Linked DNA regions of Hordeum vulgare: regions 1 and 2 are each linked to region 3. A link is a contact called in public Hi-C data. All regions are on one chromosome and are shown on one strand. Each heading gives the region's core, a stretch centred on a gene start, on an enhancer-like site or on the middle of the called end of the contact. The rest is flanking DNA. Distances are from core to core; before and after follow the strand shown. Region 1 has its middle 67 kb from the start of LOC123411280. Region 2 holds the start of LOC123411287 (NEP1-interacting protein-like 1). Region 3 has its middle 100 kb from the start of LOC123437802.

The links. Hi-C and Micro-C count contacts between places; a contact is called where the count stands out from the background.
Region 1: a Hi-C map of leaf shows a contact between it and region 3, with 1.9 times the contacts expected there. The contact joins two enhancer-like sites. A contact is called at or near these places in 3 of 6 Hi-C or Micro-C datasets (leaf and seedling).
Region 2: a contact with region 3 is called in a Hi-C map of leaf, with 3 times the contacts expected there. The contact joins the promoter of LOC123411287 here to the enhancer-like site in region 3. A contact is called at or near these places in 2 of 6 Hi-C or Micro-C datasets (leaf and seedling).

Annotation. Positions count from the first base shown.
Region 1 is chr1H:368,856,790-368,859,489 of MorexV3_pseudomolecules_assembly, forward strand. No RefSeq gene overlaps it. Among protein-coding and RNA genes, the nearest start is that of LOC123411280, 67 kb to the left of the region's middle. Within about 2 kb of position 1,307, at least 3 of the 3 cell types and tissues checked have open chromatin away from gene starts, as enhancers often do. A contact at or near this core is called in leaf and seedling, where this site is marked.
Region 2 is chr1H:368,934,938-368,937,637 of MorexV3_pseudomolecules_assembly, forward strand. LOC123411287 (NEP1-interacting protein-like 1) reads left to right here and starts at 1,382. Exons shown (of 3, transcript XM_045104220.1): 1 at 1,382-1,846; 2 at 2,207-2,290. The coding sequence starts at 1,523.
Region 3 is chr1H:369,063,858-369,066,557 of MorexV3_pseudomolecules_assembly, forward strand. It overlaps the pseudogene LOC123437770. Among protein-coding and RNA genes, the nearest start is that of LOC123437802, 100 kb to the right of the region's middle. Within about 2 kb of position 1,369, at least 3 of the 3 cell types and tissues checked have open chromatin away from gene starts, as enhancers often do. A contact at or near this core is called in leaf and seedling, where this site is marked.

The sequences.
Region 1 (2,700 bases), core at 57-2,556, 210 kb before region 3:
TACAACCGGACGTCTCAAACAGCCTCTCATATGTTCATGAGCTGTTCGCAAACCCTCGTATTGAGGACAAATATATGAAGGATTTGAGGACTCGCCGACATGCAAGGGCGTGCCCGTTCAGTCCGTCACGTAGAACGCGATCCCATCCGGTCCATCTTTTTTCAATTTATTATTTTTTTTTCTCTCTTCCTCTTCATAAATCAAGTGCAAGTGACCTGGCATGTAAAAAAGAAAATGAAGAGTGTGTCTGCATCTACGTACAAATAGGGGCCTTTAGAGTATCTACAACAGAAACTTGCAAATTTTGGCTCTCAAACGTCCGCGGACGTACTTGCGAACAATGATCGGCCATGCCTCAAAATTTTCCATTTGCAACTACGCACCCTATTTTCGAAATATCAAATACATGCAAAGACATGCATGTCCATCATAACGTCCATGTTGGACCGGCAGGACACCGAAATACTTAAAGATTTTTATATCTGTATTGATTCGATGGGTTTCGGATGTTTTTAGTCCCAAGCTTCACTCCTCGTTGTACCATTTGTGAAGTGTATGGACTGTGACTACGAATCTTCTATGCTTATGACATAGAAGATTCGGGGACTCGGTCTATCTCCTTCATAAATGAAACAATGATGTTTGCACGACTTTTTTTCACTCACAAAATATGTTATGATTGTTTTTTTTAATCAACGTACATGAATGAGATGAATTTGACACAACGAGATTTAATCCATCTATGTAATTAACAGATAAGTTTGTTTCTATTGGACGATACGGGCTAGAATATCTTCTCTTCGGATGGCTGCAGGTGTGACTATAATGAAATGGAATGTAGTACGCGGTCGGGCAGGCGCCATCATATCGTCCCTACATTTAACCTCGATTTGAGGAATGTTGGTCAGTCCAGTCGTATAGGAACCAAATGAGATCTGATTGGATCATTTTCTTACTGGGTATCAAGCGGACGTTTTGGACCTTTAGGGAGGAAGCGGGTGGTCCGTCTGTAGATTCACTTAGGGTCATATTGCTAAGTCTTGATGTAGATGCTCTTATATTTGAAATCATATGAAGTACTATACAGTACTGTCTTGTATAGGAGGTGGTGTCAATTAATCCGGAGCGAGGGAGTACTAGATTTGAGTATGTATTTGCAGGCAACACCGCAACGTTATCAGACGTGTGAGCCCATCGTGGTCGGCGTCGCTTTCAGCTCGGCAAGATAATGAATCTACCGACAGAGACGCCTATCAATTTCCTCCCGTCGCGCTGCACTCTATGACCGGGCTCCCGCGCCATACTTCGGAAAACCACCGTGCTAGCTGGCCCTGCTCCCTCATACCGAATCCACTGTCAAGCGTGTAGTGCCTGTGCCTATCTCGACTCAAACTCCGCCGGAGATGTGCACCCATGCCCCTTCATTTATAAATCGGCCACTGGTTACTTTCAAAAGCAAAAAAATGATTAGGCCACTGGTTCGGTTCATCCCCTTGTGTGTTTTGCTTTGTTGTCACGCCATGAATAGTTGAGCTGTAGCCCACTGGTTTGTTCTCCTATTGGGGTTAAGGAACAGTGTGGACGTGTGGTGATCGATGCTCCGAGCATCGACTGACACGCGAGCTTTTCACGAATTATACTTTCTTCATTTCAAAATAACTATTTCAATTATATACTAACTTTAATATAAAGTTATACTAAGCTTAAGATATTTATTTTAAGATGAAAGGAGTATATGTGAGGTCGGACAGCCCTCGCGGTTTGCCCGGATTTACCTATTGAAATGGTTTCCTTCAACCGTGTTTCACCCGGCACTGTTCCGCTGATAGTGCTTGAACTAGCAAAACAAAGTAATCTAGACTTGCGGGCGAGGCTAGTGTAGCCGAGAGCTATCGGGTTTCACGGGTTTATGCCTGGCTGATTTTCAACACCCCTACACACATGTAGATTGGGCGTTGCTACGGGTCGGTTGACCAGGGCCAACCTCAATCAGTGGCCTTCGGCACTGTCGGATCAACCCTCGCATAGCCTGTTGTTGCGGGCCTGTATGGACTGTGATTGTATTTGTTATATATTGACATATTATTTTGCCACATTTATCTTACTTACGATGTTAAATAATTAGTCATACTTCGGTTTTGCTTCAGGAAATCTTGTCATACTTTTTTGTATCTATTACATGTGGGACTAAGTGCTAGTAAGAAAATATTGTCTTAATTGTGGCAAGAACCAAACACACACCTAACTTTGTCAAATTTGTCTAAATTAAGGTGTAGGGAATCTTGTCATATTTTTTATATCTATGACATGTGAGGCTTAGTGCTAATAACAAAAATCTTAACTTAGTTGTGGCAAGAACCAAACACACATTTAAGTTGGTCAAACTTATCTAAGTTGTGGCAAGTTGTGGCTTGGAACCAAACAACCCCGCACTTTCCCCCATGGTCACCGGTCATAAAAATTAGGATCTTCGTATGTCGTTGATACCTTCTTCCCTCCAGCGTGCCCTTCTCTTCAGCGCATTTCCTGGTCGGAGTAGCATCGGCTGCCTTGCCGTAGTGCACATTGTCGGCCTCGTGGCATTACCCGGTCGATGTTGCAGCACCATCGCAACTCTGGTCGCACACAGTTGCAGCTCTGCCATGTCGCGGTCATAGCATCGGTGCTCATTGATGCGGTCGTCCCAGCTTTCCGCTGACA
Region 2 (2,700 bases), core at 132-2,631, 130 kb before region 3:
ATTTTAAAATTTCCTTCAGTTCATCCTTAGTCAGAATATCTCGATAGCAAATGCTCATCAGTTCTAGCCTGACCTCTTCTGCGCCGGGAGGAACAGAGAATTGCTCGATCGGTGGCAATGGGTCGCCATCGACCATCTCGCCGCACTTCTGTCCGTCGTAGATGCCACTATCATCCACGAGCGCATGTTGGCCGTCCTCGTCCTCCAGGTTGGCACCATCCACCTTCATGCCCCTCACGGCGAGCGCGTGCAGCAGTTCGGTGAGCTGTTGCACCTTGTCGGTCAGCTTGTTCACCTTGTCGACCAACGCATGCACGACGTGCTCAAGTGCGTGGACGCCACCGTCCTTCAGGTGCATGCTGCACTCCGCGAACGCGCCGCCTTCCACGACTGCGTCGCCGTCCGTGGGCGCACTGCCTTCCATGACTGCGTCGCCATCCGCGAGCGGCAGGAGGCCACTATCCGCAGACACGCTGCCTTCCATGACTGCGTCGCCGTCCGCGAGCGGGAGCACGACGCCGTCCGCGAGGGCGCTGCCCTCTGCGAGCGAGAGAACACCACTGCTCGTGAGCGCACCGCCTGTGGGGAGCACGCCTCCGTACACGAGCTCGCTGTCGTCCACGTCGAGCAAGCTGTCTTCCGCGAGCAAACTTTCATGCATGGACTCACTATGCTCTACAGGTTGGCTGTCCTCCCACAACCATGATGGGTGGATTTCATCCATAGAAATGGAGGGGATGTAGAGGAGAAGGGAGAGTGAGATGTGGAGAATGGGAGGGTGAGATGAGACCCGTGGGAAGGAGAGGAAGAGGTAGGCAGCTGGTTTCCTTGGGAAGAGGCGGTGGCTGCGGCGCTGTACATGGAAAAGAGGCGTTGGCTGTGCATGGGAAAGAGACATGCAATAATTGGAAAGGAGGGGTAAAGTTGGAAACAACAGCCAAGAAAAGCTAGTACGCAGAGCATTGAGGGAAAAATCAACTTTTCTTAAACGCAAAGAAAAAAGGACCGGAGGGAGTACTGGGGACTGAATTTACCAAGTCCGGATGTAGAAGCTCTAACCTAGAAGAAACCTACGTCTACAGAATCACCCATCTTAATTCATCTAGGTCCCAGCCTCCCAGGATACCGTGACTGCCGCAAACGATGGGGTCGAGTGCTGCTAAGCTGAATAAACAAGCTACACAGAGGCACGAGCTCGTGCACTAGACCCACCGAAACAGAGCCGAGAACACAAGCGGCCCACGCCACGCCGCAGCCGCAGCCGCAGCGAGGACAGGACAAAATCAAAACCAGTGGCGGCCTCACCACCGGACCCGACCACAGATTTCCTCTCACGTTCCCGCGCCGCTATTTATACACACGACCCCGCTCTCCTCGTCTCCACTACCATCCTACTCACCATCACGCACCATTCCCTCTTCTCCCCTCCGCGCCACCGGCGTGCGTGCGTGCGTGCGTCGTCAGTTCGCTCCAGCTCAGTTGAGTTCAACATCCGGCTTCTCGGTTCGGTCTCCCTCCCGCGATGGACACGTCGGCGTCCCCTGGTCCCAGCTCGTCCGCGCCGGAGCCCCGGCAATGGCCCGGCGGTCGCCCAGGGCTGGGGTCCGTGGCGCTTGAGCTGGCCTGCAAGGTGCTCTGCGTCGTGGCGACCTGCGCCTTCGCGGCCGTGGGGTCGCTGGTCGGTGCGGTGTCGGGGTCGGTGATCGGGCTGGCGACGGAGAGCGGGGTGGTGCGCGGCGCCGGCATCGGCGCCATCTCCGGCGCCGTCTTCTCCATCGAGGTCGCTGAGTCGTCGCGGGACCTCTGGCACACCAGCGACTCCGCCGTCTGGAGCGTCCTCTTCATGGTACGTATATCACTGCATTGCCACCTACCCTTCTCCATTATATACCCACGGAATGGAGCAGTTTCTCGCACGATGCGACGCGATCGCCTCCGAGACGAGGCGAGTTTTGCAGAATTCAGAGCACTCCGCTGCCCTGTTTCTGTAAACGCGATTGAATTTCATGGTATGCATGGGCTATGTTATTGATCATAATAAAAACATCAAAATGATGTCGACTCTCGACTCTCCGAATCGAATCTGTACTTTGTTATTGACGAGGCTACCACTGTTCAGCATTTGTCAGTGACGCACGTCGAGGTACATGGAGTTATGGAGAGTGGCTTATTACTGACCGTGTTTGTACTACTGTACGACGTGCAGGTGGACATCGTCCTCAGCCTGCTGAGCGGGAGGCTGGTCCGCGAGAAGGTGGGGCCGGCGGTGCAGAGCGCCGTGCAGAGTCAGGTAGAGCCTCGACCTCAGCCCGAACGAAAATCATGGCGCACCATGCTTGATTTAAATACCAGTATTTAATAAGGCTCTTTACGACGCGCGAGTGATCAACCACTCCAATTAATTAACCAATCTCCCTCAGCATACATACTTACTCCACCATCATGAGGTGACTGTCACTCTGTCAGTGATAGCTCATATGCATTGTCTAGTGGAGTAGTATGTAGTAGTACAAGCTATTGCTATCTTCAGACACAAGGATTTCTTGTGAGGAAATCCATGCACAAGAGAAGACAGCAACCTAAAAAGGGCTTCTCTTTTGGTAACAAACATGGGTGGTTACAAAGGTGCTATCCTAGTGCAAATCTTGTAGATCACTCGCTGAGTCACACTCGCTATAAGTCGTAGTTATTGGGGTGAGC
Region 3 (2,700 bases), core at 119-2,618:
GCCTCACGCATAGCGAGCTGGTAGAATATGAAGGCAAAAAAATGTAAGAGATAATGTGACTTCAGAATGTTCAATCAAATAAAAATGGTAATGCTGCTAAAATAAAAAATACAGGGCTCACCCTGTAGCCACTAATAATTGAGGTCGGATGGATTTTATTCCTCACAAGTTCATTGGCGCTCTGGTAAAGAAAAGCAGAACGTCGTAAATTTGTATGCATAATGCTTGGGAAATTCATAGCGAAAAAAAGGCTGCCGCTAAAGCTCCATTTCATACCTTGAGCAACTCTGCAGCTATGATGACAACAGATGTTGTTCCATCACCAACCTCCCGGTCTTGGAGCTCGGCCAACTCAAAAAGAATCTAACAATGAATGGACCCCCGAAAGGATAAGCACGAAGCAGCAACAGAAGCAAAATAAAAATGGGAAGCTTTGGCTAACAGGCATCACCTTTGCTGCTGGGTGCTCGACTTCCAACATCCTCAAAATGGTTGCTCCATCATTTGTGTTGTAACATCACCAATATCATCCACCAGCATCTGTAGATACGCTAAATTAGTTCATTCCGACAATATCTTTTTCCTTTTGGAAACGTTCGAGCCATGATTTTTTTTTTCAAAATTACGGAGGATGCGCTACCATCTAACTTCACTGTTCGTTATCAGATTATTACAGAATGCACATGTTGCATCTTCATCATCACTGGTAACCAAGTTTGCGGGTGAACTACATCCACACCAAACAAGCAACTCCTGCACCCCCATTCTAAGTTTCTAACACGCAGATCATAACTTCGGATCCTAGTCATAAAGCAGCAAGCAATGCGCAACCAAGTGCAGTAGATCGAAGGTAAAATCACATACCTTATCGAGCCCGACGGGCCCGAGCGATGATTTGACGATGTTGGCCACCGCCTGGCACCCCACCACTGCAATCACAGAAGCACGAAACGCAAATTAAACACGCGCGCGCGCTCGGAGTAGATCTTATTGACCCCGCTCTACTCCGCGGAATATGGCGCTGATGAGTAGGGCTGAGCACGAGACGAGGAGTGTTACCGTTCTGCGTGCGGACGTCCTGGCCGGACTGGCGCTCGCCCAGGATGTCGGGGGTCTGTGCCGTGATCGCCATGGCGGCGGCGGCGGCGAGGTGGAGAGTGAGGACTGAGGAGGCAGCACTGGAGGGCTCGAGGCGGTGCTCGGCGATGGAGAATGGGTTTTCTCTGCTGCGGTTTGCGTGGGAGCAATGGAGTTAGGGTTCAACCTTCTCTCGGCTGGGCAATCTCCTCGACTGCAAAGTTGTCACGCCTACAGTTCAGGTATCTGAACCTGAACATTCAGCCACTAGAGTGCAGCAGCGCACTTGGACCTTGGGCCGTGTCTTCCTGCGAGAGCCCGTACTACTTAAGCGTGATGGGATTTACCAGTAGACTGTCCGTGTTTGTCTCAAAAAATAATAGACTGTCCGCGCGCTTGCCACGGATCAGCAAATGAATTTGTAACAATATACTACTTATTTTTTTTTTCAAAAACAAACATGTAGTACGGAATATTCAACCACAATACAAATACAAACATTCTTTTCTGTCTATTCTTACAAACACCACACATTTCTCTATCCGTTATTTCTCCATGATTGAACTTGTCGTCAATCATCTTCTCTCCATACATCATTAAGGGCATGTACAATGGTGCTACCTTAGCAGCTAAGATGGAGGAGAGAGAAACTGAAAAGGAGGTCTTGCGTTCTCTTAATTAAGCGATCACATCTTAGCCCGGTTTTGACGCGAACGGCCACAGCCGGATCCTTCTCGTTGCCTCACATGATTTTCTTCTTCTTGGCGCGCCTTTGTTTCCTCTCGTCCAGCCTGCGCGCCAAATTTTTCATCGCCATCCTGCTGCCCCCTAGAAGTAACCTAGGGCCGCTGCCCCCATAAATCCACAGCCGCAGCTGCAGCGACAAACTCCATCGTCCATCCGTGCGTCCTGCAGATTTGAGCACCGACATGGCTGGCCATGGGAGGAAGAAAGCAGCATCCCCATCGTAGGTGATGCAGGGACCTGGCGTACAAGCCCCAAGGTATGCCATCCCTCCCCTGCCGATGGGGCGGCCTGAAGCTGCCACAGAAGCCGTAGCAGCAGAAGCTTGGTTGGCTGGGCATGTTGCTGCTAGATCTGATTCCTCCCTTCAAGTTGATTGGTAAGGTTGACCGTCCTGTAGTTAATCTTTGACATGTGTTCATACAAGTAGCCTCTTGATTAATCATTATATCTGGACATTCAGTAGATCTTCCATCACAATTTGTGCAGTTTTATTTTTTATCATTCCAATGCTTTAATCTTTTATGAGAGTTAAGCTCGTGTCAGATCTTGTACGTATTCAGTTTTTGTTAGTTCAATTTCTGCACTTATGGACTAAGTATTTTAAGATTTATTTTTTCATAACCATATGCATACTATTGTTCTGAAGATGGTTTCAAGAAACTAATCCAGATGCAAGTAGTTCTAAAGATGGTAATCTAATGTTTGAGTGTATACATTCTTTTAGGGGAAATGGTGTGTACCCACCTGGTGGTTTTGTAAATTATTTGTGCAATCCATCGAGCGTCATCCTTCCACAAGAAATTCCTCGGCAACCAGCAATGTCACCTGATGCCAAAGTTTTAAATAGCCGGCTATAGCTGGGCTATAGCCTCCCAG